2 separate regions of the Oryctolagus cuniculus genome follow, and region 2 is linked to region 1. Evidence: chromatin contacts called from public Micro-C data. All regions are on one chromosome and are shown on one strand. Each heading gives the region's core, a stretch centred on a gene start, on an enhancer-like site or on the middle of the called end of the contact. The rest is flanking DNA. Distances are from core to core; before and after follow the strand shown.

The links. A called contact is a pair of places that touch in the nucleus more often than the background predicts.
Region 2: a Micro-C map of ear pinna shows a contact between it and region 1, with 2.9 times the contacts expected there. The contact joins the promoter of GSTM4 here to the promoter of GSTM3 in region 1. A contact is called at or near these places in 3 of 6 Hi-C or Micro-C datasets (ear pinna, psoas muscle and an unstated tissue).

The regions. Positions count from the first base shown.
Region 1 is chr7:60,562,491-60,568,295 of mOryCun1.1, reverse strand. It overlaps GSTM3 (glutathione S-transferase mu 3), which reads right to left and starts at 2,492. Exons shown (of 8, transcript XM_002715792.5): 1 at 2,284-2,492; 2 at 1,870-1,945; 3 at 1,503-1,567; 4 at 576-657; 5 at 382-482; 6 at 1-27. The coding sequence starts at 2,331.
Region 2 is chr7:60,755,558-60,761,362 of mOryCun1.1, reverse strand. GSTM4 (glutathione S-transferase mu 4) reads left to right here and starts at 2,441. Exons shown (of 8, transcript XM_002715799.5): 1 at 2,441-2,593; 2 at 2,893-2,968; 3 at 3,337-3,401; 4 at 3,705-3,786; 5 at 3,878-3,978; 6 at 5,532-5,627; 7 at 5,705-5,805. The coding sequence starts at 2,558.

The DNA.
Region 1 (5,805 bases), core at 1,243-3,742:
TTCCAAGTACTGAGGCTTCATTTTTTCCTGGGAAAAGAGAGATGCAAAGAGAGCAAGGAGCGCTGTTACCCCCTTCACAGACAGGACGGCTGTTAGCGTCACAGCTGAGCACGGCGCAGGCCGTGGGTAGACACCTGGGAGCCCCCTCTCACTGCCTTTACTTAGGGGTGGTGGTAGAGAAAGAAGGGGTTAGGAAAGCAAGGAGGGGGCTAACAGCAGAATTATATGGCAAAACCAAAAAATAAGGAGATCTGCTTCTTATTTTTGCAGGGGCTGGTGGGAAGGCAGCAGTAGCAGAATGGAGTAGAAGTAACTCTTGGGTTCCTAAATACTCCTCTTCCTGATGCTCCACATTCAGCCAGCGTGGCTCAGGAAACTCACGTGGTCAGAGTTGTAGCAGAGCCGCACCAGCTGCATACGGAAATCCATTATTTGGTTCTCCATGATGTCCACTCGAATCTTTTCTTCTTCAGTATCACCACCTGCAGGCCAAATGACAACAATGCACCCTTGGGATCAGACACCCCCAGGTGAGCAAATCGCCTGCTCTCCCTTACCAGGCCTACCGCACTCACACATGTTGTGTTTGCGAGCGATGTAACGCAGGATGGCATTGCTCTGGGTGATCTTGTTATTCCCATCCATGAGGTAGGGCAGCTGGAAGGGCAAGGACAGGCCAAGTGAGCAACCTACATCTCTTGTGCCTCCCCACCTCTCTCCTGGGGGAGAGGGAGCTTGCAAGGCAGTGAATAGGAGAGAAAAGGTGTCATGGTGCGAGAAAGAAGAAAATCCGGTGGCAGCTGGGTGCTGAGCTGAGTCTAGCAAGGATCCTTAGGCTCGTGTGTGTGCATGTGTGTGCAGGCCATAGCACCTTTCTCAGAATAAGCTTTCCAAAACCATAAAGCCAATTCATGTATTTACACAGGTATAAGACATTTTAAAGCAAAATTATGATAGGAGGGTACTTCAAAAAGTTTCTGGATTAATGGAAATACAAGAAAAGTTTATTTTAGTGCAAAAAAATCTTGAAATTCATGCATACTTTTTGATATTTTCCATCAATTTTTGCATGGATTTCAACATTTTTGCACCAAAATAAACCTATCTTTTAATTTGCTTGCATGGACTTTTTGAGATATCCTCACAGTAAAATGTGAATATGTGTGGCCCAGCAGAAGTAAGAGTGACCACACTTTCAAAGTCGCGAATATAAATAACAGTAAAGATGCCCACAGCACATTTAATGGAATATGGAGACTTGATCCCTACCAGTGACAAACACAGTCATGGTTAATAACTGACATCACTTCACCACAGGAGATGCTAACTTGTTAGTGGAAAGGAAAACATTTTATTTTCTCTCTGCAGTTCAAGAACCCTTGAGTCTTATCCATCCAGGTTAAATGCCCCTATGACCCTGCCCCTCGGAGCAGGAAGAAGCCGCGGGGATGGATACCCGTCCAGGCCTTCCCTCTGCTCCCTCTCCCCCTAAAGCCACCTACATTGGGAAAGTCCAGATCGAGCTTGAATTTCACATCCAGCCATTGGCTTCGATCATAGTCAGGAGCTGTAAGAGAGAGACGTTAGGGGCCCAACCTCCTGAATACCCTGCCTAACGAGGAGTGCAAAGAGCCAAAGAAATGGCTTAGTTTCTTTACCTCAAATTCCCAAGGCTTAACCATTTCGTGTCTGGGGCCCATCTGGTTAAGCATTTAGGCGGGGTTCGGGCAGAGGATGCGGCTCTCCTCCCACAGGGCACAGCAGGGCTCCCCGGGTTTCGGGGGTGGGGGGACGTCCCGTGGGACCTCGGCGGGATGCCACTCTCTGGGCACAGCGGGCAGGTGGAGGGCCAGCTCCGGGCAACATTACCTTCGCCGCACGTGTACCGTTTCTCCTCGTAGCAAGTATCAGTGAACTCCAGCAGCAGGCGGATGGCGTGCGCCAGCTGGGGGAAGACAGCCCAGAGTCGGCGCCTGCGCGGCCGCCACCGGCTCCCAACCCCCGCCCGCCAACGTCCCCCGGCCCCGGGCTGCGGGGCCCCTGCATGCCGCCCGGGCGGTCGTTAAGCGGTCCCCAAGCGCGGCCCCGGCGGCCCGCAGCCCCCCGCAGCTCCCCGCGGGGCCGAGCGAGGCGAGAGGCATGGCAGGGGCGGGCCGGGGGGCCCGGCGGCTCGGCCGCGGCTTCTTGCGCCGCCCCGCGCTGACGGGCTCCGGAGGAGGGCGGCTTCTGGCGGAGGTCGCGGACCCGCAGAGACGCTCGGCCGGCCGCTGCCACGGCACTCACCCCCCGGATATCCCAGTAGCCGAGAAGCATAGATGACGTGGACGACATGGTGAGCCCGCCACTTCGACGCCAGCGAATCTTTGACGACCGGCGGCCGGCAGGCAGAGAGGGTTTATAGTCGACGTAAGTGGGTGGGGTCAACGTGAGCTCCTTGTCTTCGCCCCTCCGCCCTCGAGCGCCCTCTCCGCGCGCCAGCGGGGCCACGCGCATGCGCGACTTCTGTGGGTCCTGGAGTTCGGGGCCGGGCGACCCCAAGAACCCCGTGGGAGTGCGGGTGAGCGCGGCGTTGAGACTCCACGCTTAATCCATTAAAAGTGCCAGTCAAGGCGGGAAGTGCACCAACACCTAGGCAGTAGGGACCCTAGGGACATGACCATGGAAGGTGAAATCCATACCATACTTACCTTATTTACCAGGCAGGAGAATGGAGTGGGATGGGAGGGCTGGGGCAGTCCCCCAGAGTCGGACTGCCAGCCAGTCTTTGGGGTGAAGGGGGCAGGGGAAGAAGAGGATGAGGACCAGAAACCCGTTAATGACAGGTAGGAAGCATTCGAGGCAGCGGGCGTCGACCTCAAGTACTGTGGAGCGAGAGAGCTCTTCTGGGCAGCACAGGTGGTTCTAAGAGGGTCACAGGGAGGAGGTGGGCGTCGGAGCAAGGCCACTGGGAAGGGATAAGCTCTGGACACTAGGAGTGCAGTTCCAGGCAGGAGGAAGGCGGAACACTGGTTAGGGGTGGGGGGGCGGCAAGTCCTGCAGATGCACGAGGCTATGATGGGGCGCAGGGAGAGACACAGCTGTGGGGCCGGGTGGCCCAGGACTCGGACTGCCGGGGAGGGGGTGGGGTTCGGATGTTTTTCCTCTGCTCTACAGGGAGTTTTTGGATCTCCCCCTATCTGACAGAAATAGAATGCAGGCCACACATAGGACTTAAAAATTCTGTTTCTAGTAAAAAGAAACAGGTGAATCGATTTGAATAGCAGATTTTCTTTTAAGTCTGTATATTCCCCAAATAGGACAATCTCAGCCTGTCACTAATATAAGTAGGACTGAGATATTCTTCCGCTGCTTTTTTTTTTTCAAGATTTATTTATTTACTTGAAAGTCAGAGTTACACAGAGAGAAGGAGAGGCAGAGAGAGAGAGAGCGCACGACATAGCAGAGAGCTCGATCAGAAGTGGAGCAGCCGGGACTCGAACCAGTGCCCATATGGGATGCCAGCACTGCAGGCGACGGTTTTACCCACTACAGCACAACACCAGCCCCCTTCCATTGCTTTTTTAAAACACATCTTGAGTCATTCTACCCACATTTCACTTGCTCAGTGGCCACATGTGGCTTGTAGCTGCTATATTGGACAACACAGGTTTGGATACGCTGCTGAAGTGAGTGATACTGTCAGACTCTGCATCCGGGAAATTAATCTAGCTTCTTTGTGCACGATGGATTGGAGGAGGGACGAGGCTGTCATGTTTCATTTGCCCCTGCAAACAGCCCCCCAACAATGTGTATGAACATGCCTGTTAGGGCAGGCACTGATTACAAAGTTGAAATCAGCGGCCCCAAATCCCTGCCCTCAAGAAGGTGACATTCTAATGGAAAGATGCAGAAATAAATGAATATGTTGTAAGTCAGCAAGTGGTCCACATCCCGTGGAGAGAGAAATAAGGCAGAGATGAGAGAGGAAGGGTGTTAGGGTGGGAGTTGGTGGAGCCCCAGCAGGAAGGGGATTTGTGTTCTAAAAAGTGTGTTCATGGAAGGCGTCCCTGGGATGCTGACCTTTAAGCAAAGATGTGCAGGAGATGAAACATCCAACCACTCTGTCGTGGGGGCCACCGTGGCCGCAGGAGACCGGGGAAGCTCCAGGCAGAGGGGAGTCAGCACGGCACAGACAAGAGCGCCATGGGAGCGAGAGTGGCAGGGAAGAGGCAGGGCTGCGGGCTGGGGTGGCCAAGAGAACCGGAAAGAACTGGCAAGTGGGAGAACCCGGGAAAGCACTTGCAGGTGTTTGGAGGAGGGAGTGAGCAACCACCTCCCGCGTGGCAGAGAGGTCAGATAACGTGGACACTGAAAATTAACAGTGGAATCTAGCAGTGTGGGTGGCCTTGACCGAGCAGGAGGCTGCGGGCAACCCTGCAGCCCCGGGAGGAACCAAGCTTCTGAGTGTCCGCCTGGGAAAGCAGCACAGAGTTGCAGCCAGTCCAGAGAGCTAGGACTTGTCAGTTGGCTGGGGGAGGGGGTGGGGGTGGGGAGAGCAGAGTTCCTACCTGGCCTCCCTGCTGGGCCTCCATAGCACGCTCTGCTCTGAATTTCCACTCCCCTAGCCTGGGTGTGGGGAATCACATTCGTTCATTAGTTCATCTGGAGCAAAGTTGGGACTTTTTAAATGGACATTTCAGTTAAAAAAAAAAAAAGGAAAAAGTGCAGATCGCATGGGGGTGGGGGTAGATGAATGTATGCAGCCCGGGCCAGCGGCAACCTAACCTGGGGTGCATGGTTGGCATTTCCCAAGCCCCAGTGACTAGCCAGGCAGTGGACTCAGCCTCCCATCTGCGTCAGCCGATTCATTCAGAGGTAAGCGTCCCAAAACAACCTTGTGAAGTGGCATTGTGCCCATTTTATCCAGGGAGAAACTGAGTCCTGAGGAGGCTGGGTGAGCTGCGTGAGTCCCTGCGGGTGGCCCGGGATTTACAGCTAGGTCCGTGTGATGGTCTGGCAAGTGCTGGGTCCACTGTACACGGCTACACAGACAGCCCCTCACCCCGCCCCAGTCTTCTCTGAGGAATCTGGGGAGCACTGGGCAGAAGCACTTTGTTTTTCTGGTTGGGGTGGGGGGCAGGGGTCCCTGCTTCTAGGACTCCTGCAGCTCTAAGAAGCCAGGGCAATGGGTTAACATCTCTTTTTCTCCACTCCAAGAAATTAACTCTTCTGGTCAGATTTGCCCTGCAAGGGTCTCGCTTTTTCTCTTTTTCGCAAGGGCAAGTTTTTGCTTCCCTATTCTGGGTAACCAGATGATTTTCCAAGGCCAGGGATTTGAAGGAATGGCATCGGCAGCTGGAAAACAAACAAACAGAGAAAGCTGGGCCCTAGATGATGTTAGGGCTGTGAACAAATTCAACAAAGAAAAGACTTAAGGGAACATCTTTTTTTTATATATAAAACTTTTATTTAATAAATATACATTTCAAAAGTACGGCTTTTGGATTAGAGCGGTTCTTCCCCCAATAACCACCTCCCACTCACAAACCATCCCACCTCCTACTCCCTCTCCCATCCTATTCTTCATTAAGATTCATTTTTAATTATCTTTATATACAGAAGATCAACTCTCTATTAAGTAAAGAATTCAACAGTTTGCACCCACACAGACACACAGAGTATAAAGTATTGTTTGAAGACTAGTTTTACCATTAATTCTCGTAGTACAACACATTAAGGACAGAGATCCTACATAGAGAGCAAGCGCACAGGGACTCCCGTTGTTGATCCAACAATTGACACTCTTATTTATGATGTCAGTAATCA
Region 2 (5,805 bases), core at 1,192-3,691, 190 kb before region 1:
CTGGGAAGTAGTACATCAGAGTTCAAGTACCTGAGGCCCTGTTATCCAAGTGGGAGAACTGAATGGAGTACCAGCTTCAGTCTGGCTCAGCCCTGGCTGTTGTGGCCATCTGGGGAATGAACAGGCAGATGGAAGCGTTCTCTCTCTCTCTCACACACACACACCCTGCCATTAAATTAATAAATGGATAACTAAATCTTTACAGCACATTTCAGAAGACAACTTCCTTTATCAGGCCTCTTATGGAAATCATGCTTCCCACACAACATAAATCCTGTTGGTATCAAGAGAACGGAGCCTTGGCTGCCAACAGAAACCATCCTGCTGAGATTATCACAATGTTATCAGTGAGACCAATCAGTCAGGACTAATATCGCGGCTCTTCCAGCTGCTGTAGTTATTTGCTTCCTTCTGAGCCTTGGGAATTGTTTAATCCTGATCAAGGACTTTGTCCATTTCAAGGGACACAAAAATGACCCACTCCTATTCTAACATCAGGCACTCCCAGTGCAAGCCGTGTCCCACTCAGGGCTCAGGCATGGTGGGCAGCTGGTTAAGCTGCTCCTTGGGAGGTCCACATCTCCACAGGGGCACCTGGTTTTGGGCCTCTGCTTCTGATCCAGCTTCCTTCTGATGTGTCCCCTGAGGGGCAGCAGAGGATGGCCCAAGGACTTGAGTCCTTGGCACCCATGAGGGAGATCCAGATAGAGTTCTGGCTCCTGGCTTTGGTCTGGCCCAGCCCTGGCTGTTGCAGCCATTTGGGGAGTGAGCCAGAAGATGGAAGATTCACACCCCCCACTTGGAACTCCGCCTTTCAAATGAATAAACAAATAAATTTAAAAAAAGCCACTTTCCAGTTTCCCTAATCCCCACTGCTCCCTGTTGCCTCTCAGCAGCCCACTTCACTGCCCTGATCCTCCTGGCCCCGTGGCCTTGTTTTTGGGAACCTGCAGGTGCAATCCTCCCTCCTTCCTCAGAGTGCCATCCTCCGGAAAGGGCAGCTGTGCCCGGGGCCCCAGGTCCTCAGAGTCTTGCTCCTGGCCACTGTTTGGCTTCAAGCTGCCTCCTAACATGGCAAACTGCAACAAAACTTAGCCCCACAAACCCTAACCCGACCCAGGGTGTATTATGGAGCAGGTAGCTGGGGCTCAGCCAGTCACAGTCGCAGGCTTCCAAGTGATCAGACTACGTTCCTAAGAGGCAATGCTGAGCTGCAGCCAGTAAGCTGTTTGCAGCCACCCCCTGTCCTGTGTGTGAATACTGCCTGCCCACTCTGCTGGACGGAGCTTTCCGAACCGCTCTTGACCCTGAGTGCTGCTCAGGTAAACGCTGGTAAGTGCACCGTTTCTAAAGGTTTAAAACCAGCATTTGCTTCTTTCTCCTTCACTCAACCTCTCTCCTTCTCCGCTGCCTCTCAGTGTTTAAAAACACCACGATGTCTTCCATGTTTCGCAAATCTCTCCCTGTGGTCCCCACCTGACTTCTAGTCCTTAATATCCAAACTGTTATCTCTTGAAGGATTCTTCTCCGTCCATGGAGCCTAGTATATGGTAGGATCTCAACACTTGTTTTTTTTCAATATCCAGCAGGATGAAATACTATTGTAACTACCTTTCTTTATATCTTTCAAAATCATTTTAGTTAATGTTAGCTTTAAAAATAATGATTTTTCTCGATTGGATCTAGAAATTCGAACTCTCCAAACTCAGAATGACAAACCCTTAATGTATGGCGACAACTATAAGCATAGTCAGTGCCACGTGAGATCAACAAAGGACTCCATGCACGTAGGGGGTCCCAGCACAGGACAGTGGAGCCGAAACATTCCCTAGTTGATGGTGCGGCCTCTACGGCACGGCGGTGCAATGCCTGCTCTCGTTGGGGCGGTGATGCCAGCCCGTGCCCCCAGCCGGGCCCTGTGAGTGCAGAACACAGGGCCATGATAGCGACCGTGCGGCTGGGTTACTGTATGCGTGTATATAGCATCACGGCTATTTCCGAGTATGCTACTTCTGTGCACAATACAGTACCAGGCCCTCCGACTCTGGCAGCAGCCCCACACGTCTCATGTTTGTTGCCTCCTGATGGCATGAAGAAGCCACATACACACGACTGAACCATACCATCCAGGTCTACGCCGCACGCCCTGTGACGTTCAAACCGTGACGAAAATCGCCCAATGAAGCGCACCGAAAGGGACCCGCGTGGCCCGGGCCTCCCAGGGCCAGCAGGAGCTCGGCAGCCCGAGCGATGCCAATGCCAGCAGAGGAAGCAGAGGACCGCGTTGCTGTTTCAAGGCCGGGCTCATACACCGAGGGCACTGCCAATTCCGGGGCCGTGCATCGGCCTCTGCGCACCCGGAGTGCTGAGCGCAGATTCGGATCTTCCTCCTTCCTGTGGGTGGGGCTGAAGTCCGCGCTCCGGGGCCCAGGACTGGAGAAAGCATGAGAGGGGGCGGGGCGATCGCCAGCCCCGCCCCCGCCCTCGCTGTGTACCCGGATAAAGTCCGCGGCGTGTGCCGCTGAGACCTGTTGGCTGAGCCCGCAGCACCAGCGCAATGCCCCTGACCCTGGGTTACTGGGACATACGCGGCGTGAGCGAGGGGTCCGCCCGGCGGGGCACGGGGCACGGGGGCACGGGGCCGGAGTAGGACGCTGAGCAGCTGGGCCGATTCTAGGCCGTGGTTCTAGTAGGACGTGGGAAGCCTACGTGTGTGTGTGTGTGTGTGTGTGTGTGTGTGTGCCCGTGTGTGTAGCGGGACGCTGGGGAGTGTGTGTGTGTTCGCGCGCGCGCGTAGCGGGGCACTAGGAAATAAACGGGGGTTCACTTTGAGGAGATGAGGTCAGCAGTCAGGCTTCCTCTCTGACCTCTGCCCTCGGGGTATTTCCACAGCTGGCCCACGCCATCCGCCTGCTCCTGGAATACACGGACACCAGCTATGAGGAAAAGAGATACACGATGGGGGACGGTAATGCTCCGCCTACTCTGACCTCCACCCTGCCCCTGCTGACTGACACAGAGCAACCTATGTGTGACCACCTGTTGCTGGCCTCTGCAGCCCCCACCTGCTGGAGCTGAGCCTGCCCAAGGCAGGGCGCAGGGTGGGGGAGCTGGACACCCCTGTGGCTGTGATTGGGTTGAGGTCTTACTTGGACGTCCCCACACCTTTTAGAAGCCTGTTGCATGCAGAGTCCAGGGCCCATACCTTCACTCTTTCCCCCAGACCTGGATATGACACCCAGTGGTTCAGATCCCAGATGCCTGTCTTGGGGGAGGGTCCTGGAGGAGAGGGCTGCACACTGGGGAGGTTTTGCTCTCACTTTGTTTAATCCACAGCTCCCGACTATGACAGAAGCCAGTGGCTGAGTGAGAAATTCAAGCTGGGCCTGGACTTTCCCAATGTAGGTGCAGGGGACGGATTTGGGGATGGGATGGGGGAGGTGCAAGGTGTCTGAGCCTCCGTCTCCTTCCCCAGCTTGGAGGTTTGAGGTCAGGGCCTTGTGCTCACCACTGTCACCCTGGTTCTCTACAGTGCTTTTCCGTGATGTTCTGTATCATAGCTCACTCACTCACTGCACAGAGTGTGTGCTTAGAGCCTGCCATGGGCCAGGCACAGAGGGTGCCAGGTGTCCCGTCTGCCCCTGCTCGGGGAAGGGGATGCTGGGAGCCCGGGAGCCCAGCTGACTGCCCTGGTCACCACGCAGCTGCCCTACCTAATTGATGGGACTCACAAGCTCACGCAGAGCAACGCCATCATGCGCTACCTGGCCCGCAAGCATGGCCTGTGTGAGTGGGGCTGGCTGTAGGGCGGGGGCGGGGGGCGTCCCCTGGGTGTGGCTGGGCCGGGACACTTAGGTCTCTGTGGTGTGGGCTGCAGGTGGGGAGACGGAAGAGGAGAGGATTCGCGTGGACATTCTGGAGAACCAGGCTATGGACGTTTCCAATCAGCTGGCTGAAGTCTGCTACAGCCCAGACTTCGTGAGTCATCTGCTATGCTCCAGGGGCTCAGCTGGGCAGCGTTGGATGCGGGGTCAGAGCTCTGGAATTCCCATGTACGGGGATCCTGTTTCTCCTTTGCACTTTTTGGAGCTACTTATCCTCCCAGTGGTTTCTGTGTTGCTGCCAGTGACCTCACCCCAAGTGAAAACTCCCGAGTCATTCCCAACCAGCGTAGGGCAGAGTCCAGCCTCCCCAGCCGGGACACTCAGTCCCTAGGGAGTAAAGTCGTGTATCCAGAGCGCTCCTCACCCTGACATGTGACATCCACCAGGGGCCGTCTCTCTCCCAGCTGCTTTCTGCCACCTGTGGGCTCCTGTCCATGAGAAAAAGGTGTGCAAGGTGGGAAACTCCACGGACGCCCTCACTTTGAACTTTGCCCAACTGCTTCCCCACCAGCGTGATTCAGGACACCTTGGGAGCTCAGGTTCAACCACAGGGCCTTTGTTCCTCCTCCTACTCACCCTCGAACTCTCCACAACTTCCAGACAGTCAAATGTCCATAACATGCTACCCTGCTGTCTAGAACTTTTTTCTTTCTTTTAAATATTTTATTTATCTATTTGAGAGGAAGTGTCAGAGAGAGAGACACACACAGAGAGAAAGGTCTTTCATCCACTGGTTCTCTCCCCAATTGGCTGCGATGGCCGGAGCTGTGCTGATCCAAAGCCAGGAGCCAGGAGCTTCTTCCGGGTCTCCCACGCAGATGCAAGGGTCTAAGGACTTGGGCCATCTTTCTACTGCTTTCCCAGGCCATAGCAGAGAGCGGGATCGGAAGTGGAGCAGCTGGGATGTGAACCGACGCTCATATGGAATGGCAGCACTACACGTGGCGGCTTTACCCACTATGCCACTGTTCCAGCCCCTGTCTAGAACTTTTTATTTTAAAGATTTATTTATTTTACTTGAAAGTCAGAGTTACACAGAGAGAGAAGGAGAGGCAGAGAGAGAGAAAGAGGTTTTCCATCCGATGGTTCACTCCCCAGTTGGCCACAATGGCCGGAGCTACACCAATCCGAAGCCAGGAGCCAGGAGCTTCTTCCTGGTCTCCCATGTGGGTGCGGGGCCCAAGGGCTTGGGTCATCTTCTACTGCTTTCCCAGGCCATAGCAGAGAGCTGGCTAGGAAGTGGAGCAGCCGGGATGCGAACTGGTGCCCATATGGGATGCTGGCACTGCTGGCGGCGGCTTTACCCACTACACCACAGTGCCGGCCCCTGGAACTTTTGACTTCATTCCTTGAACTATTTTCTTTGTTTCTTTCTCTCCTTTTGCCCGATGTCAGGGTCCAGAGCCTGGTAGGTCCTCCTGTCACTCATAGGTTTGTCCCACAGGAGGTTGTTTGGACATCAGTGGTGACAGAGTGAGCGTCAGTGTTTGGAGTCCTCTTTGCCTGCCTCTTAGTGATGGGGTCCGGTACCCATTAGAATTCTGGTAAATGCCACTGAATGAAATCAAAGTGCCAGTGCCAGTCTCAGCGGGGCCACGCCTCCTGCTGGGCAGCTCTGCCGGCGCTGACAGCTGATTTCTGTCTCAGGAGAAGCTGAAGCCCGAATACCTGAAGGGGCTCCCGGAGACCATGAAGCACTTCTCGCAGTTCCTGGGGAGTCGGCCCTGGTTCGCAGGGGACAAGGTAAAGCGCAGGGAAGGAGGAGGGGTCGTTCCAGCCGGGATACAGCATTGCACACCCTCACCCTCGGCCTCCTGCAGCTCACCTTCGTGGATTTCCTGGCCTACGACATTCTCGACCTGCACCGCGTCTTTGAGCCCCGGAGTCTGGACGCGTTCCCAAACCTGAAGGACTTCGTGGC